Regions from separate parts of the Mus musculus genome. Here region 1 is linked to region 2. A link is a contact called in public promoter capture Hi-C data. All regions are on one chromosome and are shown on one strand. The core of a region is the stretch at or near the end of the contact, and the rest is flanking DNA. Distances in the headings are between cores, read along the strand shown.

The links. Promoter capture Hi-C pulls out the DNA fragments that hold promoters and counts their contacts.
Region 1: a contact with region 2 is called in a promoter capture Hi-C map of second pharyngeal arch cranial neural crest, with 2.6 times the contacts expected there. The contact joins the enhancer-like site here to the promoter of Ica1 in region 2. A contact is called at or near these places in 6 of 39 promoter capture datasets (the C10 cell line, the HPC-7 cell line, cranial neural crest and 3 more), 3 of 115 datasets of contacts at active chromatin or transcription factors (bone marrow-derived macrophages and embryonic stem cells) and 2 of 9 other capture datasets (adipose tissue and liver).

What each region holds. Positions count from the first base shown.
Region 1 is chr6:8,348,010-8,355,222 of GRCm38.p6, forward strand. All of the region lies in intron 2 of Umad1 (UMAP1-MVP12 associated (UMA) domain containing 1), which reads left to right. Among named protein-coding and RNA genes, the nearest start is that of Gm46952, 6.0 kb to the left of the region's middle. Within about 2 kb of position 4,767, at least 91 of the 459 cell types and tissues checked have an H3K27ac peak or open chromatin away from gene starts, as enhancers often do.
Region 2 is chr6:8,774,156-8,781,209 of GRCm38.p6, forward strand. It overlaps Ica1 (islet cell autoantigen 1), which reads right to left and starts at 4,329. Exons shown (of 14, transcript NM_010492.3): 1 at 3,917-4,329.

The DNA of each region.
Region 1 (7,213 bases), core at 3,517-6,016, 430 kb before region 2:
ATTTTTGTAACAATACTAAAGCCCTGAAACTGCTTTTTAATATTGCTTTAATACTAACATGCCCTTATTTCAGTTGCACCTTTAAACCTTTCTGGAGCTCCATTTCTATGTCAGGTGCTACCTTAGGCCTATAGTGAGGATTATAAGTTCATGTGACCTTAAGAAACTCACATTTTTGTTCTAAACATTAATTTGTAAAATACATGTGTTTAATAAATATGTATTGAACTCCAGTTCTATGGTAAGAATTAGATCAAGGCATAGGGATATAGGTATAGTGAGCCAGACAAAAAGGAAAAGGATAAAAAAAAGTCCCTGCCTCCATCTTTACATGGCTTTCCATGTCTCAAGGAGACAGATCACTAACCAGCAGTAAAAATGTAGAATCTGTGTAACTTACCGGAAGAGCAACCCAGACAGATAACAGGTTAGCTTTACTCTTAAAAGACAGGGCAGTAAAAGGGGGTTTCTAGCTAAAGGAAGACCTGGAATTCTTTCAAGCTTATTGGCTCAGCACATAAGTATCTGAACTGTTGAAAATAAACACCCTCCAGCAAACCACAGAAATGAGTATTCTTTTCATATTTAGTATCTTTGGGATTTTTTTCCTTGGACTACACTTACTAATTGTTAGTCAAGGAACTAACTGTCATGCATATGAAAATGCTGGAGTCTATGGTACTTTGGGGCATGCTTTTATGTTGGAGTCACATTAGAACCCAGACATAGTAGCCGTGACTGATGGGCTAGGACATGGGGTTGGATGGAAAAGCACTGCAAATAAGCAGCAAAAGCTACTTGCCCATTTTTCTCCCAGGATATATACACGTTAATCCAATCAATTAAAAATATATATTGACACAAGTTACTGTTTCTCCCAGGCATGCACAGTAGCATACTATTTGTTTCTTAAATCTGCAGTCCAGCAGTTTATATTAGGAAATAAAAATTTTATTGTTTGACATTGAAGTTTGTCTGATTAATAAGCTAATATTACCTCAAATTTCAAACTTTCTTATAAAAAAAAAAAAACCATGAGATTTCATGCACCTCAGAAATAGTATACCAGGTACAAGTCTAGAGGGCACTTGATGTTACCCTTGTAATAAAAGAATTCCAGAGCCTTCTAATGTCTATGTCTATAACTACTTCTTGTTGAATTATTATCCTGAATGTTGCATGTGCTGGCTTGATTGAACATGCAGCCTTCTTTAGGAAATCAATAGGTTCTCCAGTTTTTGGTTTTGGTTTTGTTTTCTCCTGATACTGTGACTGGCTAGCACTGGGACTAAACACAGTTCTTCACTTAAACACAAAGGTATTGTTGCTCTAAAAATTAGCCCCATATTTTATTCTCCAACAACTGTGCCTTTGGTCATTTGTATAAGATGTGGATGGTTCGTGCTAAGTCACAGTGCTCGTTTATCTGAGACTGTAAGATCCTGCCATGGTCCAGCTGCAGATCTAGATGTTGGTGACACTGGTGAGCTCAGCAGAAGCCCTCACCTTCTCCAGTGAGGTTTCCATCCTACTCATTCCTGTAGCCTCCAGCCTGGGGAAAGGCAGACCCTCAAAACAAGCCCAGTCTTTTGAAATTTTTCTACCCAGGAGATGCCATGAGGGTGTGGCCCCAAAGACAATTTCTACTATGTTTTGTGAATGTGAGCATTCCAAGAAATTAAGTTCTTAGCTTAAAATAGGCTTAAACATTATGCATTCCTAAGCTCGTTTACTTTGGTCTCAAGTGTGGAAATGCCTGAAAGCAGCATTTTTATACAGTTTGATGAACATCTTTCAAGGAATCCTCCATGGCTGGCATGGCTTCTGTAGCCCACTAAGCAGCTCCAGGCCACACTGGCCTCAGCAGCCAGCACCACTTCACAGCACTGAAGTTTATACTTCGGGCTAAATGCTTTTCCTTATGACTTTAATCCTCAAAGCAGCTTTTGAGGTAGACACTGCTGTTATGCATATTCTATAAGAAGGTGCTGAAAAGACCTAGCTCGCCCTGCGTTGCAGCAGTGTAAGAAGTGAGGCTGTGATGAGACCTGAGCATTCTGGCTCTGGCTCTACCCACCGCCTCTCACTCCTGTATACTTCTGGGCCTTTTCATGGCTTGACACTACATTCCATTAGATATATAAATACCAGCCTCTTCCCCTCACCACACCTTCTTTTTCATTATGAATTTCCCTCTTACTATAAAGCTGTTCTTAGAAATGTATTTTTATTTTTGGTTGCAATCTCAGAAGGTAAGAGACTTTGAACTCATTTTGATTGGGTCCTATATTCTGTTTACGTAGTTGTTTACTTATTTTCTGTTTCGTTTACCTAGTACTCTTATAATAAGTTTAGCAAATTTAAGTGAAAATTTATCATTGGCTACAAAACTACATTTTTCCGTACCTCAGGAAACAGTGGAATAGCCTTTCTGAAACAGTGAGAGCCTTTGTCTCTGTGAAGAAAATGGATACAACCTCCGCCCTGATCTTTTAGAAGAGATTTCCTAAATTCTCACCAGATGTATTAGAAGGGTACTCTGGGTTGAATCTCCCCAGTTCTCCTGTGTGTGGTTTGCTTTCTGCAATATCATCCCTGGACCACCACTTCTTCCCATGAGCTTATGCTCTCTTCTCCCCTCGTCTAGTCGGCTCTTCTCCATAATCAATAGTTTATAGTGTACAGACTTTGTATGCAACTTATTGACCTACTAGCAAGTTGGCTGCAACTAATGACATTCATTGTAGAATATCCCTTTTGTTCCATAAAGAATAAAGGAAGATGAAGAAAAGCAGATGAGGTACATGGAAATAAATTTGTATAAAGGAAGTTGCATGTCCATGATAACTTAGCATGTTCTTTATGGCCGCAAAATAAAATCAGAAGAGGGTGAGGAAATTGGCCTAATAGATATAGCTGGGACTAGAGAGACTGAAACTTGGTACCAATTATAGGGGTAGCGAATGAAGGTGATAGAGACTAGGAGGCAGGTTTGGGAGAGACTGCTAATGAACTGAAAAGAAAGCACAGTGCATGGTGATTCACTGCCATTGTGAACATGCACAGAAGCAGGGCTAGTTCTGCCGAGAGATAAGGAGGGACTGTGGAAAGCACTAAGGTTAACTGCCACGGAGACGTGGACCAAGTAAATAGTCAGCAGGCTGGAATGGATGGCCTTGTAACCCAAGAAAAGGTTTGTCTTTAGCAATTGCTTTTATAGTCAGAATTGTGTTGGTATATTCTGAGTTACAGTTTTGGCTAAGATCCCCTAGAGATGAGTAAGAAAGTCTAGCCCTAGAGAGAGTAACAGGAAAGTGGAGAAGAACCACAAAGAAGCCTGAAAAACACCCACAGAAAAATATGGCCAATACAAAGTATATATGTGTGTTCTGTGTGTAGCTTTGGCAGTTTTTAAAGATTTTCTGAGAATTACATAGCCAACTTCCTACAAACTATGACCAAACTATATGTATTCCTTAACTATCTGTTGCATTGTCTTATTCCCAAGTCTCAGTTACAACTGCCATCATTAGTGACCCATAGTTAACAAGAACCATCTTTGCCTAAGCATATACAGCCACCATTTCAGGAAAGAAACACTTTGTAAATGAGAGTCTGGAAAAGTTATTTGTTAGTAGGTGACATATGGAGGGCTGGGTGACAGCATGGTTAAAGGTACAATCACTCTAGCAGACAGGATGTTGTTTTCACAGGAAACCTGTTTATTAAATCAGGAGATTATTGTCTTGTATGAGAAAGGGATTGTCGCATGCAACAGTGTTCCTGCTGAAGTGAAAGGTCATACATGTGCTCACGTGTTAGATTTACATTTCACTGCCACACACACTTTTTCCAGTGAAAGAGGTTACATCCTTAGCCTTACACACCACACACACACACACACACACACACACACACACACACAGACACACACACTGGGAGGATTGGGGGAGACAGACATACAAATAGACTTGAGGGTAGGGTTTTAAAGCAAGGAACGTATCCAGACCATGGAGAGGGTGGCTGATAGTAGCCACAGTCCACTTAGGTCCACTTAAGGTCCCCACGCTCAGGAGGAGGAAATGGTGCCCCAGGGTCCCTACTCAATGCACATGTACGAAGAGATCTTAGAACTTACATCTGTAAATTACTGTACACTTAGATGACAGTCTTTGTTTTCTCAGTATATGTATTTGTACAGTATCTCATGTTTGTAAATATATATGATTTATATAAATTAAAAGAGGCATGAGCTCTAAAGTGTTTAAATTACTGTGTGTGTGTGTATGTGTGATTAAAATATACTTTGGAGTTTCCAACTTAAATCATAGCGACTCTTTGACTGTAGTAAATAAATTGGGACACACAGAAGCTTTTAAACACAAATTGTTCTGCCATCTCAGTGTACAGTAATTTACAGATGTGACCTCTAACCACTTTACCTGTCAGATATCGGGCAATTTGGTTGCAAAATGCAGATATATGCCTCAACCTTATTTTTATATCCTGGTTCTTAAGGAGCCCACTAAGCACCAGTTCACAAGCCCTTGCTGTCCCCTTTGTGAGCATGCTGAGGTTTCTCATGGACTACCTAATGTCTCCCTGCATACAGTACGTTCCGTGCAGTCATCCTTTAGTCACAGGCAGTTTAAGCTGTTAAATAGTATCTTGCTTTAAAAGGTAGGCTGATGGAGTTTCTATCTGCTGGTACATCTGGTAAGTTAATATATACAGTCTGTGAGTATCCTGCAGGGACCTGTTTTTACATGCATACCGGGACGTTTATGTAGAAATCAAAGGCCATGAGTCAGAAGAACACAACTCTTGTTTCCAGCGTACTGGAGGCTTAAAAAAATTGGCTTTGAAAAATTGAAAGTCGTGTGGTTTGTTTTTATTGTGGAACCGATCAGGAAGAACAATTTACAGTCATTGCCATTCTTCACAGCTGAATGGAGTAGAGGTGCCCGCCTCGGGAACTGCAGCAGCTGCACCCGTCTCTCTGGGCTCACAAAAACATTGGCTTTTTAATCGAGAACTTTAGATGGCGGGCTACAGTTTGTTTTCATGATGGAAATGGTCAGTTGTGCCTTACCAGACAGCTGTAGTGTAATTAAGAAAAACTGTGTGAAAGTGGATTAAATATAACAGAAAAGACCCTAAAGGGGGGGAATTTCATCTTAAATGTATTCACTTTTTTTCCTTCCATGCATAAAAGTGGAGCTATCAATATAATTTCTACACAGTTTTTTCTGCTCTGCAGTATTATTTAGCTCTAGGAAACATGTGGCACTCTGCTACAGTGTTTGTTTCAAGATGGTTTAACTTCTGAAAGATGTACCTTCAAAATACCATGTATAGTAGGAATTTTACAGTTCTGTTTCTGTCGACTTTAATGTGTTTAAGAATTCAGTGATCTTCTGTAGAACCAAGTTGAGTCAGCTTTTTAGACTCACTTCCTAAGCAGGCAGCAAAGCATTCTGCTTCTTGAGATTCATAACTCTGAAAAGTGAGAGGTTACATTTGTTCCCGATGAATTGGAGCACTGCGATAAGCTAGGGAAGAGGGACTGGCTGCAGGGAACCCTCGAAATCAGGCTGTCAGCTGACTTTGTAAAGCATACCCTTATTTTATGCAGCAGACTTTGGAATAAGAATAGAAATGCCTTAATTTGCATCACAGTCTACAGTAGTGAAATAACTGTCCCAAGGTCGGGGGGAGCTGAATTAGAAAACTGTTGTGTGCACAAATAAGCAAGATTGGGGTTAGGCAGTCATTGTGTGTTTTTATCCTGGTTGCCCAACACTAAAATACAAAGTTTCACCCTTGACAGAATAGAGGTGCCAGCTGTAGGTTTCTTGGAAGATTTTATCATAGGCTGATGATGTTTATGCAGACACGCTCAGACTCCAGTGTAGTTGGGATTTGGGACCCTCAGATGGCGAGAGGATGGGAGATGGTCAGGCTACTGCCACTCTTGAGTCTTTCCCTGCAAGAGGCGTGCTAGGCAGACTTCACAAGAAACTGAGGGTAGTAAAGGAAGAACTGAGCGGCCGCTTCCCTCTCAGCCTCACACTGCTGCTGTCCAGATTCCTGTCCCCTACCACAGATCTCAGGAGAAAACAAAGAATCGGGTCGAGTTATCCTAAATGGCAAGCGATGGCTGCAGCTTGAGAGGTTTGTTTGCTTGTTTGTTTGTTTTCCTGTACGCAAACTGAACCCTGATGTTTACCAAACTCTTCTTCTGCATCTTCGGAGCCTGCAGCTTCAGATGCTGGTGAGGGCATCCCTATGGACACTGCGTCTGCAGAGCACAGGCAATGGCTCAGAAAGGACATGGATGCGTGGAGGACTCAAAGCTATGAAGGAATTGGCTGAGGCACATTTTCAGCTAAGACCTGCAGGGAATGTATAAAGAGAAAGCAATATGATACAGTAAGAGAATTAACTGGAAATTCAAATGAGGAAAAAAATCTAGATTCAAGGCCCTGCTCCTGAACATTCCGGACAAGCCATTCTCTAGGACTCGATTTGTTCACGTGTGAAGTGAAACCTGTTGTACGTAGCAGACAGGTTGTGCTTCTGAAACAACCCTGGGGGAGCAGAAGTAAAACTGCCAGGAGGCACCTTTAGTGCTGTATGCTTAGGAAACCACTTCATTCATTCATTCGCAGCTTTAAGGGGGCAGGGTAAGCAGGCCTGGCAGCCAAAGATAGAGAACACAGCAAGTAGTAAACTTTCCAAGCATAGACCCTTTGTGCAGATTGCAAGGCTCCTCGATAATCCCAGAATGTATACCCAGTGCCTTCGGCCCATCACTTTCTCCCAGTGCTAACCCCGAGCCCTCTCTCCCTGAGCACCGCAGCTCCAGTCTTCTTAATTTGTTTCAGCAGATGACCTCCCTCTCAGTTTTTCCAGAAAAGTTGAGCAAGGCTAGATTGGACTTCCCTGCTCACGTCCCCAAATGTCTCTTCTCTAACTTCCCCTGTTCTTTCTATCTCTCCTTTGTGGGAAATGATGTCAGTTCACCCCGGGTTCTCATTCTGCCTGTGTGCACCTGGCTTCAGCACCTCAGCTTGCCTGTCTTTCGGCCTAAGTTTGCTTTCAGGACAGGGGTCATGAACCTTTAGTGCCACATTTTGCTTCAATTTTGCTGCTAAAATTTTCTGCAGCATGATTTGAACTCTTGCATCAGGACCCCTGCTTAGTGTCCATG
Region 2 (7,054 bases), core at 3,079-5,578:
TAAGGTCCAGGAAACACCATGGGGGGTGGGCTGGAAAGGGTTTATGAGCCAGAGGACCGGATCACTCCTGCAAGATTATCTTTTATGATTTATTACAGGGAAGCCACGTCCATGAGATCTCAACAATATGGTGGAAGCCTAAACAAGACCCAGACAATGACAACATCAGGTGACAAGCCAGTGTGCACAGAGGATATCTCACAAGACCCTGTCCTTAAATGAAGAGTTACAGGCAATTAATGACGTCAGAGAGAGAGAGAGAGAGAGAGAGAGAGAGAGAGAGAGACTTAGTTTTCCTCAGTCCTCTGGTTGATTATTCAATATCACGTGGTCATCCCTAAATACATACATATAAGCAACACTAAGTGGATTCAGTATATCTATATATGCATGTGTATATATATGTATGTACATATAGACATATACATATATATGTACCTATATGTATATATTGATATATACATGTGTATATATATGTGTATATGTAACTATCATAATCAAAAGTAAATCAGTGCATGCAAGGATATGGGAGTTGTTGAGATAGGAGTTAGCTAGGGAGTAAGTATGATCAAAAATACGTTTTACAAATTTCTCAAAGAATGAATACATTTATCTCATTAAAGAAAGAAAGTCAACTTAGAGGATACAGAGCATGGCAGAGCAGGGCTTCTCACCTCATGATATCCAGGATGCAGAAAGAGGGAGGGACCAGAGAAGAGGCAAGACCTGATACATGTGCAATCCTGAAAGGTATGTCCCCATTACCTCTTCCAATCAGATCCTTCCACTACTGCCTTCAGATTATGAGTCCATTGATCAGCTAATCCATGGATAATGTCAGATAAGGTTAGAGCTCTCATGAGCCAATCCATTCCCTAGATCCCATCTTTGAACACTTCATTGGTGACCAAGCCTTCAGCATGTGAGCCTTTGGGAGAGGTTTCTTCACAGGCTCCAACCCTGCTGGAACTGAAATTCAAAGCCCGAGAGCTCTCTGTACTCTTCCTTGGTACAGATGTGGTTGTAGAATGAAACACAGTGGATCAAGAACCAAGAAAAGTTAGAAAAGGTTTCACCTCTCTCAGTTGTGGGGTGTGAGGTTACAGTCGGCAGATTCTGGATAGGCGCGCAGGGTAATAAGGCTCATAAACTGTAACCTATCCTCCTCCCTTGATCACACATCTCTGTACCTGATAACAGTGAGATATCTGGGAGCACTGGGCAGCACTATTGTCGATGCCTATCTTTTGGCTTCCAGATGCCAGGATCGCCTGGTACAGTGGGGACATGTTTCCTGATTCGGATGACCTATCATCTTCCCCACCCTCTCCTGTGGGTTTCTGTAACACGGAGTTCATGTTCAATACGAGTTTTCTCTACTAGATCTTGTCACAGTTGTCACACACCAGTGACCCCCTCCCACTAATAAAGCTGCTTCCACCTGGAGAAAACAGTGTACTTGTACCATCAGATACACTGAAAATGGTCACGTTGAAGATTTTCTACTGGAGAACAAGATTTAGTGCACTTTTCATAAGTTTAGATACCGAAGTGAAGATGCTATGTACCACAGCTTGCTACTTGGGTCTACCAGATGGAGGAAGGGCTATAAAATCATAGGCAATTACCAGCTGGTGTCTTTAGCTTTCAGTGGAGAATCAAGGGTCAGTGATCTATTAATCTCAGGTTTCTCCACTTCTTACATGTAGCAGAACTCTGTAGTTTAACTGCTATGTTTTCTTAAGATTCATTTTTAATAACATTGAACCATTTTCCTAAGAATAAGAAATGACATTATAAAATAACATTTCCTTCAATCTGAACACATGAACTGGGCTAACACCGAATGTGTTTGAGAGACTATAGATCATACCCTTGCTTTGACCCTATAGTAGTCTCTAGAAAGATGTTTTTTAAATAAAAGCTCATAGAACCTCTATGGCTGTTCCCTGAGAGGCTCGACCAGCACCTGACCAATGCAGATGCAGATACTCACAGCCAACCATCAGGCTGAGCCTGGGGACCCCAATGGAAGAGCTAGAGGAAGAACTGAAGGAGCTGAAGGGGATTGCAACTCCATAGGAAGAACAATATCAACTACCTGAACCACCCAGAGCTCCCAGGGACTACACCACCAACCAAAGAGTACACATAGAGGGAGCCATGGCTCCAGAAACACATATAACAGAGGATGGCCTTTGGGACTTATCAATGGGAAAGGAGGCCCTTGGTCCTGTGGAGGCTTGATGCCCCAGTGTAGGGGGATGCTAGAGCAGTGAGGTGGGAGTGGGGGAGTGGATGGAGGAGAACCTTCATAGAGGCGAAGGTGAGGGGGAAGAGGGGGGATGGGGGGCTTGTGGAGGGGTAACCGGGAAGGGGGATATCATTTGAAATGTAAAGGAATAAAATGATTAATAAAAATAAATAAATACATACAAATAAAAGCTGAGACCTAAAAAGGATCAGAAACAATTCAGAGTGGGCAGGGAGATGGCGGGGCAGGCAAAGGTGTTTAGGGTACAAAGTTGGCAACCTGAACTGAACACCAGGAACCTATGTAGAGGTAGAGGAGGCAACCAAAGCCACAGAATTATTATTCTCTGACCTTCACATGTGGGGCATGCAAGTGTTCACACATCATGCACAGCAGACATGTGTGTGTGTGTGTGTGTGTGTGTGTGTGTGTGGTGTGTGTGTGTATGGTGGTGTGTGTATGTGTGTGTGTGTGTGGTGTGTATGTGTGTGTTGAACAAAGGGTAAGAAACATTTTGGAGTGTGAATTTCATAATCGTGTCCTATTTTATTCCCTAACTTCTGAGCGGTCAAGATGTCAGATTTAAACCAGAGGATCATGGGAGCCAATCTGAGAGACTGCCGATATAAACACTCACACATGCAGTAAGTTATCGCTTAAAGAACCATAATGGTCAGCAAATACTCCATGTGTCTTCCTCCATTCATAACCATTTTCAAACCAGCTGGTGATGTCTTTTCCAGGTCCATGGAATGTTTAGTTAGCAGCTGCTCAGGTTGATGGATAAACCCTTCTTGTGCTAGATTCAATGCTATCTAAAAATGGAGAATATAGTCTCATTTCTAGACCTTAATGCCCACCAAAAGACCCCAAACGTTATTCACGGATATGGCACGTTAAAGGCTCCAAAGAGTGGTTCAGAGGCTTTGGAACCCTACAAGTCAAAAGATAGTGTGAAGGTTAACGGGGGAGCCGCTTGGGAGAAAGACTGGCATAACAGGATATTACTTTCAGAGGAAACAGGAGCTGCATCAAGCCTGGGCCAGGAAAGGCGGAGTCAGCAGCGCAGCACCCAAAGAAACCCCGCGTGCCAGGGTTTGCAAGAACGTGGCGTGCTCAGTGACTCTTCCTAGCCCGCAGGGGCCAACCACAGGCCTCCTGGCACCAGTCATTACAAAAAAGGTACCCATCGGCTCTTAGCAGTCCCTGCCAAAGACTAGCATAGGAGGAACGGCAAAAGTAAACGTCAGATACCGCTGCAGGTGAACTTGTCAACAAGTCAGCTCTAGACGAAAATCCCAGTCCAGAGGGGACCTGGGAGGAAGGGAAGGGTAGGCCAGCACCGGCTTGGGTATGGGCGCAGGTGCTCTCTGGTTTCCCTCCCGCTCCCTGGGGGCTGACGCACGCTCCTAGGGCGCGCGCATCCTCCACACATCCAGGCCCGAGGGAGGATCTGCGGGAGGGAAGAGGATGATGCTCCTCCCGCACCCGATGGGGGGGTGGGTGTGTGGATGAGGTGACCCGCCTGGAACCCGTAGCCCGCAAAGGGCAGTAGAGGCGGCCTTGGCTTGGCGCCCCCGACCACCCGGCCACCCGGGCGTCTCCCACTGCAGCATGCAGCCCGCCCGGCCCGCCCCCGCCCCGGCCCTGGAGGGCAGGTACCTTGGTGCTCCGGCCCCCAGGAGCCTCCCGGCGGAGATCCTAGCGTCCCTCCAGCTCCCTGCGCCGACGTCAGCGTCAGCACTGGCGAGGGAAGGGGCGGGGAGCGCAGGAAGCGGTCCTTCCTGCAGCGGCCGCCGCCAGCCGGAATAGCAACGCGGAGCCGGTGCGCGCCGCAGCGCAGCGCGGCGGCCCGAGCCGGCGCCCTCCCCTCCGCCAGAACCCGCCGCCTCCCTTCCTGCGGGGACAGCGGCCACTCTCTGCAGGACCCAGGGATCCTGGTGGGGGAGGGCGGTGGTCTCACCTGGTTTGGGGCGGATCAAGGATGAGAGGACCGAGTGTCCCTCTCTCTACTCCCTGGGGTTTTCCCGTGACCCCCATGTCTAGGGTATCTGGCGTTTGGACCTGCTGCCAGAGATGACCCCGCCCCTGCTCCCTAGCAGGTGTTCCACGTGTCCATAGCGTTCGCGTCACAATGACCTGTCTACAGGTGGCTGACGCCTAGAACACCTCAGAGTTCCTTCCTCGGTTTGTGTAAAGGGTGCGTGCTACTTTATAGAGTTTGGTTACTTGAATGGACAGGAGATTTCGTGAGGTCAGTGCCAAAACAAGTAGGTTTGCATCTGGAGTCCAAATTTGGGCTTAAAGGCTAAAAAGGCAGTGTTAAGAAAACAGCTGGGTATGTATTTACACACTTTTTTTTAATATCCATATGCCATATCAGTCACCTATACTTACTTTAGACAGTGTTTCATCTCTTCTTATCCTTTGTCACAAAACACAAACCTCAGTTTCTGGAGTACCTTGCATATCACAGGAGAGGGATATCAAATAATGGTTCCCAATGCTGTCTATACTGATAGAGATACTGGGCTCACCCCTCCTTCGATGTCATAGAGAAGTTTGTTGAATGATCACTGCTAGGAACAGCTAGTAGGTGGAAAGAAAAATTACTTAGTAATAATGCAAACAAGCCAGAAATCCACAGCTAACATAAAAGGGTTGTTTCCTGGGTGCCAAACCAATACTGTGTCCTTCACACTGAATTTTTTGATGGCCCAATATGGTGGTTAAAATTATCCCCGTTTTAAGGGTGAAGATACCGTAGCTCAGAGTTCCCTACGGAAGACTGGTGGATCTGATAGCCTTGGCATGGCTCAGTAGTGAAGAACCAGGGTTGAACCTAGGGTTGTCTGAACCAAGATTTAACCTGAGGAGAGAGTGGGGTTTAAAGCATGGTTAGGGATAACTCAGTGGCTGAACACTTACCTAGCATGCACAAAGCCCTGGGCTTGGTCCCTAGGAAAGCAAAGTAAGAAAAGTGTCCAAACATAGAAAGAAATGCTAATTTCTTCTAACATCAGAGGTACGCTGAAGGGCCAAATTTCCCTTGACTCATACCAGTCTTCATACCAGTCGCAATTTATTAATTACATGAAAATATAAGAATTCCACTCACTTATCAAAGATTGGTTTTGAGGCAAATGCATTTTTTTTTTTTTATAAGAAAGCCAGTGTCTGATGTGTTGAAAGTGTCCCCTAGAAGCATAGTTCACTGGGACCTAAGCTCTGGAAAGAACAAAGAAGTAGATTTACAGAACCATTTAAGGGCTAAGGCAGACACCTTGGCCAGAAGTCTGAGAGCCTGTCAGTCACAGAGGCTGAGTTTAGCCTTCAAAGACAGTACCTGCCATCGAAGAACCCACAGGATGAAAGCAGGGTCTGGCCAGTGTGAACAGAATCCCCCTAGCTCCCAGAGACTTTAAGAGCACACCTTAAGTGATGTCTTATTCATTTATTTAATTTGTTTTTTTGAGGCATGTTCTAGTTGTGTAGCCCAAGTTGGACTGGAACCAGAGATCCTCCTGCCTGGGATGGATGCTGAATGGTTAGATGATAGGATGTCCTCCCATGCATAGCTTTAAGTGACTTTTCTTCACCTCCAGCCTTGTTCTAGTGCTTAGGATAGGATTTGAGGAAGAAAATAGTTCTGCTCATCCTACATCACCCCAGGGTACTTTTACCTTTCCACTAAAAAAATTCTCTCCTCCTGGACTGGAGAGATGGCTCACAAGTTAAGATCACTGGCTACTCTTCCAGAGGACCTGGTTTCAATTCCCAGTGCCCACATGGGGGCTTGTAGCCATCCATAGCTCTAGTTCCAGGGGATCCAACACCTTCTTTTGACCTGCATGGGCACCAGAGTACACAAACATACATGCAAGCAAAACATCCACATAACAGAAATCAATATAAAAAAGTAAAAATTTCTCTCTTTTTACAACACTTCCATTAGTTTCTAGGTGATCTGTTGCTTCATCTTGCAGAGCGTGTTCAAGGCGCCAGTGAAAATTGGGACCAAAAAAAGGATGGTTACTGGATGGTGGGATCTGAAATTAGAATCAAAATGCAGATTCAGAGGTGAACAGAACAATGAACTTCTTCATAGGAAATACTCCCTCTGGATTCGAGGTGTGGCTGATGGGACTGTAGGGTTAGAGACCTTTCGAGGCTATTGATAACATGGATTCTAGAGAACAGTGGGCCAATTCCAAAAGTCTGTTTCCTTCCCTTAGAAAGTGGGAGCTAGGCCTTAGTATTAGCTACTTTTCTTGTTGCTGTGACATAGTAACTTAAGAGAAAAGCAACTTGAAGAAAAGTTTACTAGAGTTTGTGGTTTAATGGGGTAAGGTATAGCAGGCTAGGGAAGGCATGGCAGCAAGAATGTGAAACAGCTGGTCATATGACTCACAGGAAGGGAGAGAGAGAGAGAGAGAGAGAGAGAGAGAGAGAGAGAGAGAGAGAGAGAGAGAGAGAGAGATTTTTGGATCCCAGCCCCTAGAGTCATTCTTTCCCCATTAGTTCAACCTCACAGACAGAACTAGGACTGTCTCCTTAGTGACTAACTGGTCACAGGTCTACTCCTGTCAACTTGATGCCCAAACATCAGTTTTTTTTTATTACGTATTTCCTCAATTACATTTCCAATGCTATCCCAAAAGTCCCCCCCCCCACTCCCCTACCCACCCATTCCCATTTTTTGGCCCTGGCATTCCCCTGTACTGGGGCATATAAAGTTTGCGTGTCCAATGGGCCCCTCTTTCCAGTGATGGCCGACTAGGTCATCTTTTGATACATATG